Linked DNA regions of Gossypium hirsutum: all the other regions are linked to region 1. A link is a contact called in public Hi-C data. All regions are on one chromosome and are shown on one strand. The core of a region is the stretch at or near the end of the contact, and the rest is flanking DNA. Distances in the headings are between cores, read along the strand shown.

The links. A called contact is a pair of places that touch in the nucleus more often than the background predicts.
Region 2: a Hi-C map of leaf shows a contact between it and region 1, with 2.6 times the contacts expected there. The contact joins the promoter of LOC107922303 here to the promoter of LOC107922226 in region 1. A contact is called at or near these places in 3 of 34 Hi-C or Micro-C datasets (all in leaf).
Region 3: a contact with region 1 is called in a Hi-C map of leaf, with 2.4 times the contacts expected there. The contact joins the promoter of LOC107922546 here to the promoter of LOC107922226 in region 1. A contact is called at or near these places in 5 of 34 Hi-C or Micro-C datasets (leaf and petal).
Region 4: a contact with region 1 is called in a Hi-C map of leaf, with 1.7 times the contacts expected there. The contact joins the promoter of LOC107920923 here to the promoter of LOC107922226 in region 1. A contact is called at or near these places in 2 of 34 Hi-C or Micro-C datasets (both in leaf).

What each region holds. Positions count from the first base shown.
Region 1 is chrD01:20,799,052-20,803,560 of Gossypium_hirsutum_v2.1, forward strand. LOC107922226 (F-box protein At1g47056) reads left to right here and starts at 1,991. Exons shown (of 2, transcript XM_016852143.2): 1 at 1,991-4,051. The coding sequence starts at 2,392. The coding sequence ends at 3,996.
Region 2 is chrD01:20,546,633-20,551,141 of Gossypium_hirsutum_v2.1, forward strand. It overlaps LOC107922303 (protein ASPARTIC PROTEASE IN GUARD CELL 1), which reads right to left and starts at 2,300. Exons shown (of 12, transcript XM_016852279.2): 1 at 1,977-2,300; 2 at 1,774-1,894; 3 at 1,008-1,435; 4 at 755-911. The coding sequence starts at 2,224.
Region 3 is chrD01:20,661,507-20,666,015 of Gossypium_hirsutum_v2.1, forward strand. It overlaps LOC107922546 (MFP1 attachment factor 1), which reads left to right and starts at 2,132. Exons shown (of 1, transcript XM_016852629.2): 1 at 2,132-2,906. The coding sequence starts at 2,261. The coding sequence ends at 2,734. It overlaps LOC107921189, which reads right to left and starts at 1,268. Exons shown (of 5, transcript XM_041087295.1): 1 at 699-1,268. The coding sequence starts at 767.
Region 4 is chrD01:20,927,033-20,931,541 of Gossypium_hirsutum_v2.1, forward strand. It overlaps LOC107920923, which reads left to right and starts at 2,507. Exons shown (of 1, transcript XM_016850758.2): 1 at 2,507-4,307. The coding sequence starts at 2,701. The coding sequence ends at 4,026.

The DNA.
Region 1 (4,509 bases), core at 741-3,240:
AGAAATACACAAATGAACTAAGTTGTTAAACTTTTTAGGCATTAGCACACCTCCAATCAACTGAAGAATGTAAGCTCTAGCATGATGTTGAATATCTTTGAGTGTTGGATTATTTAAGAGATGCTCAAAGCGACTCTTTAACCATGTTAACTTAATTTGCAATCAAACTTATGGTTTATACATGTTCCCAACATTGAACAAGGACCTCCACCAGATTGTACTAAAATATTCTCATTATTAGATGCCTATCCACTAGAAGACTCGTTAGTAACACTAAACATTAAGTGTTATTGTTGCTTCACTGCATGAAGATGAAACATATGGGTCTTAGGTCTTTATCATTCAATTAAATAAAAAAGGAATGTTAGCACAAAAGTAAAATTATTAATTTGATGTGATAGAAATCATCTTTTAAGTGAAGAATGATTTTGTCATCTAATACATTCATCTCTACATTACTATGACACCAAGCCACTAGAAAAGACTCCATTGTTGTAGTATTTTAAGTAACATATCCTTCTTTTGATCTCAATAAGGGGGAAATCATTATGGTATGCTTCAAAATTCGAAGTTACAAATCTTGGGTATATAAGATAGTATAAAATATAGATAAAAGAATATTTTAGGTTTCTATGAAAATTAAACAAGTGGAATGAATTGTTTATAGGTTTTAAGATTAGAGCTTTTAATATGACCTCGATAGCCCTTTATGACGAGGTCTTGTTAAATTTATAATTTTTTAAAAGTAAACTACACCATTAGTTAATAAACTATGAGTAAGTTTTCGTTTTGGTCACATAACTAAAAAAAGTTACAATTTGGTCACTGAAGTATTCAGAACTTTTCATTTAAGTCATTGGATTGTTAAAATCGATGCTATATGGCTTTCTTTATTTGCATTGCCTACAATAATCGAAAGCTTTCTTTCCTCTTCTCTTTTACGGTTCATTTTTTTATGAAACAGCTTTGAACGTCACGAATCTGCAAACCAAAATTTAAATAGCTTTTTTCTTTGATCTCCGACACTGACCGTCAGATCAACTTGGACCTAAGATATGTTCTTCTACTCGTCGATGGATACTGATCCTCTGTACTAGCCATTGAATTGCCGCTTGGAGCTCGCTGGCGAAAGGTTTTTTTTTTAAAGAAAAATTTAGCAGCCTAATGACTTAAATGAAATCTTTCAAATAGTTCAACAACTAATGGTTTAATGACCAAAATGAAAACTTACCCATAGTTCAGTGACTAATGGTGTGGTTTACCTTGAGGTGTTCATGGGTTGGATTGGGTTCAGGCTAGGCTTAAGCATGATATTAACACACTTTATACTTGCTCAAGCTTGGCCTGGCCTGATCATGGGCCTAAAATTTTGCCCAAGCCCACCCATATTTGGAATTAGTTAACCCAAGCCCATTTAGGCCCTCCCATATTTTTAAAATATTTATTTTAATTTAATATTTAATAATTATATACTTTTTTTATTTATTATAGTTTTATATATAGTCATCTTAATTTTTTTTGATGTTTACATTATAGAAGTATTATATATTACTATATATCTAATTTTTATGTGTTACAAATTACATAATATATAAAAACAACATAATATAAAATATTACAAACTTAAAAAACGGATCGGGTTGAGCTTAGGCCTTAAATGTTAAGCTCGAGCTAGACCCATATTTTAAACGAGCCTAATTTTTTCTTAAACCCATTTTTAGGTGTAATATTTTTACCCACACTATCTCAAAATTCTAGCAGATTTTCAACTTTGGACAAGTTTAAGTTTATTTATTTTTTCAACAATTATGATTTACTTTTTTAAAAATTTACAAATACTTTAATTTTTGTAAATATCATCCTTTACAAATATATAAATGATTACAATTTAAAAATTTAAAAATATTTATTTTAATACTTCTATACCAAATTCTTTAAAAGAAATTCTAAGAAAACTAAACAAATTACAAGAAAAGATAAAATATGATTGTAGAAAGAAAGCATCTCCTGTGCTCAACCTCATCCAAACCAGTTCTGTTTTTACAGCATCATCATTGATTTTTAATTTTGTCCGACTTTTGACTTTCACTCCATCAGAAATCAAAATAAAGGAGTGAGCACAAGAAAAGTATTATGAGGATGCGAACAGCATATAGAAACTTAATAGTGGAAGGCTATTTTGTTCAAAGTGAAAGACGGGCAAATAAAAATAATAAAGTCGAGAAAAAAGCCAAAATGAAATCCAATTTTGAAGTCCGTCGTTCTGGACATTTCCAAGAAGATCAAAAACAGAACAAGAGCCTGAAAACTCTTTAGTATTTCTCTACGGTTTCCCTCACCGTAACAACCCTGTGGCTGTTTTCTTTTCTTTAGTTTAGTTAGATTTTGTAGATGGGCCAATCAGTTTCGGCGGCGAAGCTAAGGAACCGTCGAGATTGGAACCATCGCCAACGGTCAAAACCGAAATCAACGGCTCTGATCTGTCCGATGCAAGCTGAGGAAACTGAAGAGCTTGAACGAAGTAACACAGATGGATCGTCGGATTTCATCTCGGATCTTCCTGACGAGTGTTTGGCTTGTATTTTTCAGTCTCTTAGCCCCGATGACCGAAAACGATGCTCTCTAGTTTGCCGGCGGTGGCTTCTGATTGAGGGACAGAGCCGTCACCGATTATCTCTCAACGCACAATCAGATCTGCAACCTCTCATTCCTTCTATCTTCTCTCGCTTCGATGCTGTTACGAAACTGGCTCTGAAATGTGACCGTAGATCCGTTAGCATAGGCGACGAATCGCTTGTTCTAATCTCCGAGCGTTGCCGGAATTTGATTCGCCTTAAGCTCCGAGCTTGCCGTGACTTGACCGATGCAGGAATGTTGGCGTTCGCTAAAAACTGCAAGGGTCTAAAGAAGCTCTCCTGTGGTTCTTGCGCTTTCGGAGCCAAAGGCATGAACGCTGTGCTCGACAATTGTCTAGCACTCGAGGAACTCTCCGTGAAACGACTTCGTGGCATCACAGACGGCGCTGCAGCTGAGCCGATTGGGCCTGGGGTGGCTGCGGCGGCGTTGAAAACAATTTGCTTAAAGGAGCTTTATAATGGGCAATGTTTTGGTCCGCTTATTATTGGTTCAAAGAATCTGAAATCTTTGAAACTTTTTAGATGCTCTGGCGATTGGGATAAGCTTTTCCCACTCATAGTGGAACGGGTCGCGGGTATGGTAGAGATCCATATGGAGCGGATCCAAGTCAGCGATGTCGGTCTTGCGGCTATCTCCAACTGTTCAAACCTAGAAATTCTTCACCTCGTTAAGACTCCCGAGTGTACAAACGCCGGACTCGGAGCTGTTGCAGAGAAATGCAACTTGTTAAGGAAGCTTCACATTGATGGATGGAAAGCAAATCGAATAGGTGACCAAGGGTTAATTGCTGTTGCGAAATCTTGCCCCAATTTACAAGAATTAGTTCTTATTGGTGTTAATCCCACCAAACTGAGTTTGGAAATGTTAGCTTCTAATTGTCCAAATTTAGAACGGTTAGCCTTATGCGGTAGCGATACAGTTGGTGATGCAGAGATATCTTTTATTGCTGTGAAATGTATTGCTTTAAAGAAGCTTTGTATCAAGAATTGCCCTGTTTCGGATCATGGCATGGAAGCGCTTGCTAGTGGTTGCCCTAATTTGGTTAAAGTGAAAGTGAAGAAATGTAGAGGAGTTACTTCAGAAGGGGCAGATTGGTTAAGAGCAACTCGAGGATCACTTGTCGTTAATTTGGATATCAATTTGGATATGGGCGAGCATTTAGATGCAAGTGCCAGTGATGGTGGGGCACAAGATAATGGAATTGAATTTCCTCCAATGGTGGGCAGTCAAATTGGAGCTTCTAGTATTGCATCGAGCAGTACAGGTCGATCGACATCATTCAAGTTGTTAGGGCTTATGAGTGGGAGGAGTTTTGTGGCTTGCACATTAAGGAGGTTGGCAAGTAGTTCTCGGAGTTAACTCGGAATTGCAACAACAACAAAAAGAAAAAGAGTGACAATAGAAAGCACTCTTGGTATGAACTGTTTACATTATTTTTCTGTTGGTAGTTCTCCCTTGTTTGTGTATTTAATTCAATTCTGTGTGCTGATGATTGCCTTTTGAATTCAATCTTCATCTTCAACATTTTATAGTTCTCAATTTGATCTGTTGGTTTGTAGTTCCTTTATTTAGCAAGCTCTGTCTATGTCTTCATTCTTCTCAAACATATTTGTCCTATACTGGAATTTAAAGAACATCTTTCTGATTAATTAGTTATATCTCTTTATTTGGTCCGTGTTACAAAATACTTGCATACCAACATGCATGTCCTCCAAATGCATACTTGTATCCTAAAATTCTTCTTATTAGATAGAGGAGGTTTGTTTCTCCTGTTATATGCAATTTATATATATATCAATTGAGTTTTAAATATCTTAATTGTTTGTTGCTGCATGTTTTAAACATGATCAATAGTAGGGATCAGGTGTTGGA
Region 2 (4,509 bases), core at 1,050-3,549, 250 kb before region 1:
AGATTAATCATCGTTGCTGCCATAATTTTCAAGATGGAGGCAACTGACCAAGCAACAGTTCACGGGATGCTAAATCCCAAATGGCTAGACCACAATCAATCCCCAACAATCATAGAAAATGTTAATTTTATTCAAGGCTTCCACAATAACTTAACAAATGCAAATAACTGTGAGTCAATTAATATTTTACTAGTACTTTATTTCTCCTTGAAAAAGTGCCATGACCATTTTTCCAATAATAATTATAAAAATGGATCATATGAGTTTAAGGATAGTAATATGCAGAATAGACATGCTTCAAACTTCTGAAGAGAACAGGACCTGAAAATGACAAGTTACAGAAGTTGGACAATCATGCAGATCGTACCAACTTGTAAGTAGCATCTCCAAGTGCTAGGAAAGTAAAAAGCAGTTGTCATAAGGAATGGCTAGTTTATATCACTGTAACCCAGACATCTAGTTTATATGACATTGTAACCCAGATATATTAATATGAATCTGTACTCAGTTTCTCCACAGATCGCTTGTCATATACTCATAAATGACAAAATGAGTAATCGTTCATCTATTAGGGAACATGTAAATGCAACAAAACCCCATGCTTTTAAACCTCCAAGCAAAACCAAAAACTTCTTCTAAGCCTCAGACACTAATTCTGGCTACCACAAAGAAATATTAATCATAGAATAGAAATGAGAACTTGACTAGCAAACAAACTCAATTTAGCACGAAGCTCAAAGCTATTAGATCTTACAGCATCCCTAAATGCAACAAAAGCATCTTTTTGGAAGTAAGCATATGTGGTGCCACTGTCCAAAACTGTTCCATGCCTTCCATCAAAGACCCCAGTAGGTAGCTTCAATCGCTTACCAGCAACATGCATTTCCTTAAGCTCAATGTTATAGTAAGGGCTGTAGACATTCAAAAACTACAGTGAATGCGTAACAAGAACCAGATAAATTCTTAGGACATGCATTAACAAATACAATACTGTAAAAGAAGGATACCTGCGGAAAGGGTCTGAATGGGAGAACACCATTTCAGGGGGAGGAGTGATTTTTCCAAGAACCATTGCACCTCCACCAACATCCATCCCACCATAACACAAAGAAAACGAATCACCAATAACACTCTTATCAACAAGTTGATCCACAATACTAAGCTGGCCCCGACCCAAACCCATTATACCATCAGCCCGTTGGCTATAAAGGTCACCTGTTTCCCTATTTTCACACCCAAAAACAGCACGCTGTGGCACAAGTTCACTTTCATTCCCAAAAGAAACAATATCCTCCCCAAGCACACCACTGCTGGAACTCATCTCAGCATACCGTCTATCATAAGTGCATTGCTTTTGCTCATCATCACAATTACAACTCGGATTGCATTTTACAGGTTGATAAGTGCTAGACAAATCTGGTTGGAACCTTGGATCCTGGATTGCAACAAGAGATCAATATTACCATAAAATCACCAGTTCCCAAATTAATCTCTAATAGATCTGTAAATCAAGAAATTAGACAAAGATTCTAAAAATAGCAGCAAAGCGTAACTCACTTCACTTTCTCATTCGAACGATAAAAATTTAAGACTCAAAATTCTCAATTTAACTTAATTAAAATTCTACTAAACTAATAATTCGCTAGTTTCAAATTGATCAAGTTAATAATCTCAATCTCAATTCAAACAAAGGCATCAAATTTCAAACTTGATTAATTATAATTAAGAACTGGGAAAGTTGAAGTGCACGAACTTGACAAGACAGAACCGAACCTGATGCTTGCCGCAATGCGCACAACTGGAGCAAGGAACGTAAGTTACAGTACTTCCGGTGTCGACGATAAGAGCAAATTCCTGAGGTGGCGTTCCAATCCATAACCGAGTAGTATAATAACTGGAAATTCAAAAAAAAAAAACTCAATATTCGAAAAATCAAAAAGAGGAAAAAAACTAAACATTTTTTATAGGAGAGAGACCCGTTGGAGAGGAGATCATCATAAAGTCTCATGCGAGCGTTTGGAGTGGAAGAAGAGAGTCCCGATTGCTGCAGATGACGGCGGATATTGTCCAAGTGGCGCTGCTGGGAATGATTGCGTGAGGTCAGTTGCAGAGGAAGGAGCATCGGCCGTGGATGATGATCTTTTGCGTCGACGGTGAAGAAATTGAAGCAGATCAGGGCACAGACAATAATGGAGGAAGTTAGGTGAAGCCAAGTTCGAGCCATGGCGCGTTACTTTGGCTACAGATTGCGGTCAACGACGACAGCTGCAGACAAAGCACCCGATAGATTACAGTCCCTTTAGAAATGGAAATTGGTTCTTTTATTAGAGTTAGCAATGGGCGGGGCGGACCGGTTACTTTTTTACCCGCCCCGATATTCTTCCGTCTTATCCCTCTATTTGCAACATAAACCCAATCACATGCAAGTATAATTAAAATTTAACTTAAATTTTTTTTAACTAATACATATTAAAAAACTATATTTTTTAAATTTAAATAAATAAATTAAATACTTTTCTAATACACAATATTTAATAAACCTAATTTGAATAAATAATAAATATTTAATAAATTTATAATGACACAAAAATAAATTAAGTATTATTATAAAACATTTTATAATCCATAAATCAACAACCCTCATTTAAAAATTTTACTATAAGAGTTTATTATTTTTTAAATTAACATTATATATAATATTTCAATGACATAATGATAAATTTAGCATTAAAATTTACATTTTTTTTGTCAATTTAATCCTTATTTTTTGAGTTAAATTTGGTCATTGATATTTCAGAAACAATTAAATTACTTTTTGTAACAAAAATGTTAAGTAAAACATTAATTTTTAATGATATTGGCATGACAACCACATAATAATTTATATGTACTTCATGATGACATGACAATATTTTATCTTATATGTCATATCAATAAATAATTTAAAATTATAAAAAATATTCAAAAAATAAAAATAAAAATAAATTATAAAACGTTCAAAAAATTAGTATAAAGTATACATGAATTGTCATGTAAAGAGCTATATTTAAAAAAGATAACGTTTTAGTTATTATTTTTGAAAAATTGATGGATAAATTTAACTCTTTTTAAAAATGTTGATAGTCAAATTTAACTTACAAAAAAAAGCTAAATTGATAAAAGATATAAACGTTAATTACTAAACTTGTCATTATACCTATTTTAAATAATAATTTTTCTTTAAAAATTTTAAACAACATATCATCACTATTATTTGACTTTGAACATATTGTCACAAATAATAATTAATTCAAGATTATTTTAAATATTAAAATTTTTATTCTTAATTTATATGTATCATAATAGAAATTATAAAAATTATAAAAACTAAACATTTATATTATTTTGTTTTTACTTTCTTAAACAGAGTATTTCTAAAGGTTAACATATGTTGTTAGCCCCTATACTTTGATAAAATTTGAGATTTAGTCCTTATACTTTAAAAGTGAGAGAATTCAATCATCCTACCTTTTCAACTTAATAACCCTAGTCTAATCATAATTGTCGTTTGTAGTTTCAATTAAAATTTGTCAATGTAACATGTTAACTTTTCGTCAATCATATGTCGCGTCGTATGAGAGCAACTTAACAAATATGTCAAATTAATAATTTTTATTGAAAATACTTACAATACTTACAATTTTAATGATTGGATTGAGATTTTTAAATCAAGAAAATATGAGTTAATTTTTAAGTATAGGGACTAAATACAAATTTTGTCAAAATATAGGGACTAATAGCATATTTTAACCATTTCTAAAATGTTACAAATTTTGTACAATTTTTTTAAAATATAATATATTTTAATTGATATTGCTAGGCTATTAGGATCTATAAAAATAAAACCTACTTGAGAATATGAGATCAATAGAAAGTGACAAGTAAGGTTGTATCTACAGAGATCGGTAATAATTTTATTTCTTAAACAAAAACAAATAAAGTGAATAAAAGAGAGGTTTTTATAAAATAAAAAATAAATTCAAATTAAAAACTAAAAGAAAGAACACAATAATTAAAAGTTTTAGGAAAATCAATGATAAAAGGCTATAGCCAAATGTAAAATCTCCATTTGATTTATAGATTCAACCGTCAATTCAAGGATGTCTACAATGCCTTTAGTTATAGTTGCTAACTTAGCGCCAGATAATCAATCTCTCCTTACTTGTTGAATAACCAAGAGACAACTCGTTTGAAATTACTTCCCTAACCAATAAATAATTCTGTAACTCAGCGCCCAAGATTTAACTTACTAGCAGCATTAAGAACGAGAGAGGTCTAATTTTAACAAACAAACTGACCTCAACGAAATTTATTTAATTTAGATCACACATCCACACCATATAATCATAAATTATGACATAAACAATTTATGCAGTTCGTCACTAGTATTAGAATGAATTAAATATTTATTGATTTAATTATTTTAACTGATAAGGAAACCATTCTAAGCTATTAATATCGACCAAATAT
Region 3 (4,509 bases), core at 882-3,381, 140 kb before region 1:
CACGCCAATTTTTAACATCAGAAATGAATGAAGTTTTTTACAAAAATGACTAATTTGCTCTTTGACCTAACGTACAGGGACTAATTTGCGCATTTTTTGAGTAAATGGGGCAAAACGCAATCTGACTACTAGTACATGAGCCTCCATGATATATTTACTTATAAAAGTATTTAGTACAAAAGTGAAAAGGGAAATATCAGTAAGTAAAACAAGATTTCAAAAGGAACATAAACAAATTTGAACATACATGTAAAATTTAGTCTTTAATTTAGCTGAAAGAACACAAAAAGCAAATGCTGTGTAGTTTGTCAATAGCTAAGAACAGTAAAATCAACAAAAGGAGCAATCAATAAGAATCAAATAGTATAAAAAATTTTAAAAAATACAAACCCATTTAAATTTGAACTGAAAGAACACAAAAGAAAAGACTATAATTTGCAAAGACCTAAGAACAACAAAATCAACAAAAGGGACAATCAATAAGAATCAAGCAGTACAGAAAAAGTAAAAACAGACAAACCCGTTTTAATTGAACTGAAAGAACACGAAATCGAAGACTGTAATTTAAAGAATTAAGAACAAGTAAATCAATCAATAAGAATCAAATAGTAAATAAACTAAAAAAAATAGAAAGAAACCCATTTAAATTTGAACCATTTTCAAACCAATCAATGTGTATACCTTAAGGAAAAACCCACCCATATCATAACACATGTTGCTTTTGTGGATCCTTCACAAAACTCACTCGAAGTTGAAACACCTATCATTTCAATAATTACCCAACAATCAAAAACTATCAAATTAACAAGAAGAAGAATAATAAAAAGAAGAAGAAGATAAAGAAGGGACTTTATAGCCAGTATAAATATCAGATGCTCGAACCCAAAATTGAAATGAACGATGCCAAGGTCTTAAATTGAGTCTGGATTTTTTCCTTGTTGAAGATTTTGCCCCTAATTAAGAAATTTCTATGATCTCTATTCCTATGAGGAAAAGATTAAAAAAGTTGGTGAGGGGCAATGGTGTTTAAGGCTTTGTAAATGGAGAAGGTATTGAAGGTGGATGTTGTAGTTGAAACTGCAGAAAGGATGATGATGAAAAAATGAGGGGGGGGAAGGTAATCTTTCAACATTCCTACTGTGCTCTGAATGACAATTCAGAGGGTGGGGCAAAGAATGCTATTCAACCTCTATTCAGTGGCATTCCATTTAATTAAACAAGGGTTTGTGGTGGGCTCATAGAATTGAGTTGTAATTACATTGAATCAAACAGGGTGTTAATGAATGTAGTTTTTATACAATTAGTCAAATAGATAACTTGAGCATGGTGATTTAGCTTTGCTTACAAGTCCTCTAGACGTTGCAATTAGAAAAAAAGTGATGTTAAAATTCGAATTTTGGAAAACAACATATATTATATTTAAAGGTATTTATGTTTTTTATATTTTAATAAATATAAAAAATTATATGCTTACGATGGGATTTAAATCGAGGCATCTTAATATTTATCCTCTGATTTTTATCATTTTAACCAAAAGTCATATTTAATTTTTATACATAATGTGTGTGCCATAATTTAGTATTATATTATCTATAAAAAAATTAGTATTATATTCAAACCAAAATCATAAAAAAATATGTTATTAATAACATTATGATACATGACATTAAATAAAAAGTTTCTTTGTAGGTTTATCTTGAACTGACACATTAAATATTTTATGATAATTTGACCGTGATATTTGTAATTATGATAAAATTTTATTAATATAATATTTAAACTAAATAATAATTAATTTATTATTAATTAAAATATATTTAAATTACTTTATATATAATTCTACCGAAACAAAAATATTACTGAATCACTTATAACATTATAAATAATAAATAAATATATTTACAAAGCAGTTACAAAATACATATTATTTATTATAGAACTCAAAATAACATTATTTTTAATAAATTTATAATATAAATAAATAATTATAGAAAGTATGGATATGCAAGATATTAATCTTTTAAATATTATACAAATATAAATTTTTAGAATATTTTACATATTTTACTTATCTTTAAATAATAAATAAATGTAGATATAAATGGGGAAAGTTGCTCGGCCCATATTCAATCCCCTTTCTTATATACTAATTACTAATTATTGTTTTAATTTTTTATTGGCTTAAAAGAACTTCCCCTCGCAAACTCGAAATCCCCCCATTACTCTCCGGTCACTGCCCAAAAGTTCCAAACCAAAAGAAATGGCCGAAACTGAATCTACCACCACTGCTCAAGACTCAGCCACCGCAGAAACGGAGCCCCACCAGACCCAGGCTCAATCGCAAATAGATGAAACCGCCGCCAAGCTCAATAACCTTACTCTCCGAATTTGGCCCCCCACTCAACGAACCCGCGATGCCGTTATCAACCGTCTTGTCGAGACGCTCTCTTCCCAATCTGTACTTTCCAAACGCTACGGCACCATCCCTGAGGACGAGGCCTCCTCCCTGGCCAAATCTATCGAGGGGGAAGCTTTCTCAGTCGCCGGTGCGGCCTTCTCCCCCGACGATGATGGCATCGAGATCCTTCAGATGTATTCCAAGGAGATCAGCAAGCGTATGCTCGATACTGTCAAATCTCGCGCTGCTACTGGTGCCGCCGCCGATGCTCCGTCAGCCACGGAAGCAGCGAATGGTGAGGAGGTTTCATCGTCGTCCGTGAAGGCGGAGGCTTGAGTTTGAGGATCCTCGTTTCTCTCTTTCTCTCTCTGTAGGGCTTTTCTTTAGATTGATGATCGGTCTTGCTAGGGTTTTTAAAGATCTGTCTGGTTGGCTCTGGATTTTTCGAGATGCTTAATTGCCTATATACGACGATAATAAAATCTGTAACTGTAATACCATTTCTTTATCTCTTCTTTTTTTGAGGGTTTTCTGTATTGTGGAAATGTGCTTGATCTTTATGAGTTTCTTGGTTTTTGTTGCTTTATTCATAGATACAGTGCCAAATGCAGCTTAAAGGGTGCTAGATATTTTCTTCATTAACGATTTTTCCCAACTAACTCATAAGCATTCTGTACCTTTATTCACTTAGTGTTCCTCCTTCATCTGTTCAACAAACCAGAGCAATCAAGTTGAAACTTGAAAGTCTTGTACGAGTTGATGTGTAGATGAGGTTCTATGCAATAGAGGTTTCTGTATTTTATATAGATCTTATATATGGTCTTAAATCTTAATATTTCTTCAATTTGCATTTATTGTAATCCCTTTTTAGAAAAAGAAAAAGTAATTGTTGATTCAAAATCTTAATGTATTAGGAAAGATTCTTAGGTATACTAGAGCCATCAAGATGTGAAAGTTAAAAGAGATATCTGCTGTGAGCTAGAATCTAACTTCCAAGGGATAGTATAAATGCTAAAGAACAACTATGAGTAGATCTTCATGGAAACTGCATGTTCTTATGAACTGGTATGTATAGTCTCTCGGTCATCTGAGCATACAGTTTATATGAATTGAATATAGACACATGCTTTAGCGAAGTCTTCGTGTTTTTAGTTCTCAAGCTATTTTCACGTTTAGTAATTATGTAACATATGTTTACACTTCACAGTATGTTTCTTTGGGTGATTTGAATGTCATTTTCTTTTTCTGAATAGTGAATTTCTTTTCTTGCTGCATTTCAATGTTGAGTTGCTTCATACTTTTTTTTCTTATGGTTGCTACCAATCATCAATCTGCAGTTTTTGCATTTATTGAACATTTAGAAAAGCATATCAATGTAAGTGTGTAGGATCTAGTTGCCATCACAATGCAGTCAAATTTCTGTCGGCTTTCTTGATCCAACACCTACAGCTACCATCTTGATTGAAGTAATACAAATCCCCAATTTCTCTGTTGATGTCTATAATTTAGGTGGATGGCCATTCCAATTTTTCATTTTGTAGGTAAATGAGATAATCTATCTTTAAGTTGTTGATATCATGCTCCTCCTAGCTGGGGATTTCTTCACATTTGATACAGTACATCTTACTATATAAGCAAGGTTTTTGGCAATTAAGATTTCTGTAAGCTACTCTTCTCGAAAAGCCTATGTTACACTTGTGTCCTTTCAGTTCTTTTCTTGCATTTGCATATATAGTGCTGTAGGAAAGGAGGAAATCTATATGATTCTTTTGAACCATGACTGCTTGGGACGGGTCATGACTTTCCATATTACCGTGTGTAATCCTTGGCATGCTGTACACATTGTTTGTATATCTATGAATAGTTATGTATCTACTAGCTATATACTTTTCTTTTGATAGGCGTATGTCACGAGCCTGCATGATTTGTTTCCAGATTTCCTAGGAAAGTAAGAACACTGAGAAAAAGCAATTGCATTTATTTCTAAGAGTAAATGCTTTCTGAATTTGATTATTGAATGATAAATGATACAAATGAGGGCAAGGAGACAGTTGATTTTTTTTATTCAACTATTTATGGTTGAATCTCTTCGGTACAAATTGATCCAACAA
Region 4 (4,509 bases), core at 1,257-3,756, 130 kb after region 1:
TGGAAGGGGAACAACTTCACATAATAAATTATGGAATTATCAATAAGTATTGATTACAGTGATAATGCACATTGCACTTTTAGAGAGAGAACTTCGGAAAAATATTGTTAGAAAAGACAATCACAAATCCAAAAAAACTAATCTTCATAAATGATAAAATGAATATAAAAGATATATTGATGATAAATTTTTTTATATAATTAAAATAGGTGAACAATAAAATTGAGTATAGTGTCGGTGGGAAATTTTCTATTTCCTGAGGTCTGCTAACTACTTAGTGCCCATGGCTCCACTAACCTTGGCTCCAACGTTATTCTCATTCTTTCGTTTGCTAAATAAATTTATCTTTGTGCTATCTTTTCTTTTCTTGTTTTGTTCCCAATTTTTGCTTTTCTCACCTTTCTTTTTGGAAAGTTATCTCTGCTTTGATGCATATTTGTACGTAAAGGTTAGTTTAAGTATCCAGTGGTTGGACTATCCAAAATGGTTTACTATAATTAAATTATTTTTATTTAATATAAATGCTATTCGAAAATATATTCCATCTCTTACCTTTGATCAAAGAGAAGGATATCACAAACAATAATTTGTGGATAAAGTTGGAATTATGTTATCAGGAAGAAAGCAAATATTGATCAATAGACCTTCGTGGACGAACAGCCAGAATTGTGTAAATTAGATTTTGGTATTTTTCAGATTCCAAGTTATTCTAGTTTGCTTGATTTTTATTTTAAATTTCAAAATATTCTAATTATATCTTTAAACTATTAATGTTTTATCAATCAGGTCATTTCATTATTGAAACCGTTAATTTAACTATTAAGTGATACGTAAAATCTTATGTGACGAAATTAATAAAAACAAAAGTAAAATGTTGTTTCATAACTTTTAAAATTAAAAACTAAACAAACTGAAAAAAAAGAGAGAGATTGAACGATAGTTTCTGTAAAAGTTTCAAAAACCTCAAAGCTAACATTTTTACAATATTTATTTTTCTTTAAATTTTTTATTTTAATTTATTTCACATAAGATCTGAAGTCTCATTTAACGGTTAAATTACAATTTTAGTAATGAAAGGACTTTACTAGTGTAACATCGATAATTTAAGGATGTAATTAGAATGTTTTAAAGTTTGATGACCAATTTAAAATGAAAATCATAGTTTGAGAATATTTAGTGCAATTAACTCGATATATTTTGGTATTTAGTATTATCTTTGTAATCGTAATGCTTAATTTTAATTATAATTTTTTAAAAAAATCTAATTATAAGAAATTAAAAATATATATTATTTATTTATAATTATATTCATACCGCTTTAAAAAATGTTATGAAATTCTTCAATGTAGAAAAGGGTTTAATATTTCTCACTAAATTTGGACATTTCCCCATAAAATTTTCACAAAATCCAAAATGTACAGATTAAAAGTGTTTGCTTACTCAAATTAATCCAAACAGGCAAAGATAACATTGCTTACCGTATAATTTGGTAATATTAAATGGGTATATTAAACAATTTACTGCATGTAAAAAGAAAGGAAATGGATCATGGAATTCAAATTTTACATTGGTTAAATATCACAATTCAAGGGTCAACAAAAGTAAATTTTAGTGACTAGTTCTTTTAAAGATTTTATATAAAAATATATTATTATTATTTTTAAAATAAATTTATTTAATCTAATCTAATATATTTAAGCACTTTATTAAGTTGGTCTCACTCTTAATCAAATCACTAACTCAATTATGAATTTATAGAAATACCCATCTCTTTTAAAATTATAATTAATACCATTATGGTGTCATCTTTGTTTTTCATACTTTTATATTATATTTAAAAACAATTAAAAATTACACATTTAAAGCTCATGTTTAATAGTATTAAAATGTAAATTTATTGAATCCCGTGTGTTAGTTTGATGACCAGAGTATTCATTGCTCCAGATATGGTTTGAGTTTGAGTCGCGCCAGTTGCGAGTTGCTGTTAGGATTTTGCCCCTATTGTAATTCACAAAATGAAAAAAAAAAAACAAAATTATTAGCAGTGTGATAAAATCTTTATATTCTCCCCTACATTAATTTATATTTTCACTATAAATTTTCAGTTATATCACTTCTATTTTGAATATATTTTAAATTTTTTTATAGTTTACATTATTTTCACTTGAGTATCTTACTTCCTTTTTCTATTAATTTTTACTTTTTTTAGTTTATATATATATTTTATAAAAAAAAAATTTTACTCACTACGTGAATATACATATACTAGTATCTACACTCTTATTTAAAACTTTGATTGTATTAATGTCATCCTCAATCAAATTTTAACTCAATTGTAAAATAAATAAAAAAGTCTAATATTTTTATAAGACAACAAATATAATTTTAAGACTATTTTTATCTATTTATATATAATTTAATATATATATGAAAATGATGAGATTTGAATTAACATTTTTTTTAAATTTACCATTTTAATACTATTTTTATGGATTTGTTAGGATTATAATCTAATCTAATTTTTATTGAGTTAAAGGTGTGAGACAATTATGTTTGTGAAACATGTTGTCTTGGATTCTGAAATTGAGCCACAAGATTTGACTAAAAGTTGAACATCAAAGGCTACAATATAAGTTGTCACCAGCCTGTTTGCTTTCTTGCCACAATCCCAACACCATCCTCCTCATCTGCAACCAAATCATGGTTCCAAAGCTACTGTTTTCCACTTTCACTCTCCTAATTACATGTTTCTTCGGTTTTGGAATCGCCCAACCTTGCCCCCGTCCTCGACCATGCCCTTCAATCTCGCCCCCACCACGCCCTACTAGAACCGTCTCTTATGTTCGACCCCGTCCGCCACTCTACGATCCTTCCCTTCGTCTCTTACCTCGCCAGCCAAACAACAATCCCGGTCCCTTAGCCAATAGAGCCAGGATTCTCGCCATTACCCAAGAACTCAAACGAAACATTACCTTTGACCCTCAAAACTACACCCCTACTTGGGTTGGCAACAACTACTGCCTCTTCAAAGGCTTCATTTGCGACACTGTACCAGACCTCAACATAACTGGACTCGCAGGCATTGATTTTAATGGCGCAAGGTTTGGTGGTAACTTGAATTTTTATCGTTTCATTCAAAACTTGCCTGATATTGCTATCTTCCATGCCAATTCAAACAACTTCAGTGGTGTCATCAACCAAGGTCTTGGTGGCTTGCGTTACTTTTATGAGATCGATTTGAGTAACAACAAGTTCATCGGAGGGTTCCCCTCCAACGTTCTTAGTGCTAAGAACTTAACCTTCGTTGATCTTCGTTTCAACAATTATCTTGGAACAATCCCTCGTAGTTTGTTCAACTTCGACACTGATGTTCTTTTTATTAACAACAATGTGTTTGGTCAAGGAATCCCTAGAAACCTCGGCAACACACCAGCACTTTATTTAACCCTAGCTAACAACAATTTCAATGGTACTATCCCACGAAGCATAGGGGCTGCTTGGGAAACCATGACTGAGGTTTTGCTACTAGGTAACAAGCTGTCCGGTTGTCTGCCATTCGAGATCGGCTACTTAAACCGAACCACAGTGTTCGACGTCGGATCCAACAGGCTGACCGGTCCCATCCCTGAGTCGTTCGGTTGTATGGCCAAGTTACAGCTGCTTAACATGGCTCACAACCGCTTCTACGGTGCAGTACCGGAGGTTCTATGCCGGCTTCCCAATGCATTCAATTTCACACTGTCCAACAATTATTTCACCCAAGTAGGCCCACAATGCCGGAGACTAATCAAGTTAAGAAGGCTCAACGTAAACAGAAACTGTATAATGGGTCTTCCATTTCAAAGATCGGCGACTGATTGTGCAAATTTCTTTTCAAAACCTCGGAGCTGTGCACGGGAAAGCACGTTCAGTATCATCCCATGTCGGCTGCCGGCGGCGTCGTTGAGAACCCGAACTGTTTTCCAAGAAGATGAAGTGGCACCGTCTCCGAAAACCTACAACGCGCTTGAAAAGCCTCCACATTAAACAATTCGGAACGGTCTAAAAGTCACATGGTGGACTGCGCATGATTCTAATCTGAATAAGATATAATAATGCAGGTATTTTATTTTTATTTGTAACATGTTTGTAACTTATATATAGCTAATTAATTGCTGGTTTGTGCTTGTTTTTAGTGATGATTGGATAGAATGATGAAAATTGAGGGGATTCCATATGATTGTAGGGGACCCATGTTCGCTGTCTTTTTTTTTTCCCTTTTTTTTGTACAATTTTATCTATTCAATAACCAATTTATGTGCTGGAAAGTAGTGTTCCATAGCAGTGGATTTCTTTTGAATTTTATGACTAATCATGCATATATCCTATAAAAGTTTTTGCAAATTAATAAATATAAAATCTAGAAATGAAAATCTAAAATCAGTTAAAAATGACTCAAGATGATGATCTACTTCATATTTTCTATTTAAATTTTAAAAAAACTATCAATATCAACGCTTTCAATGAGTT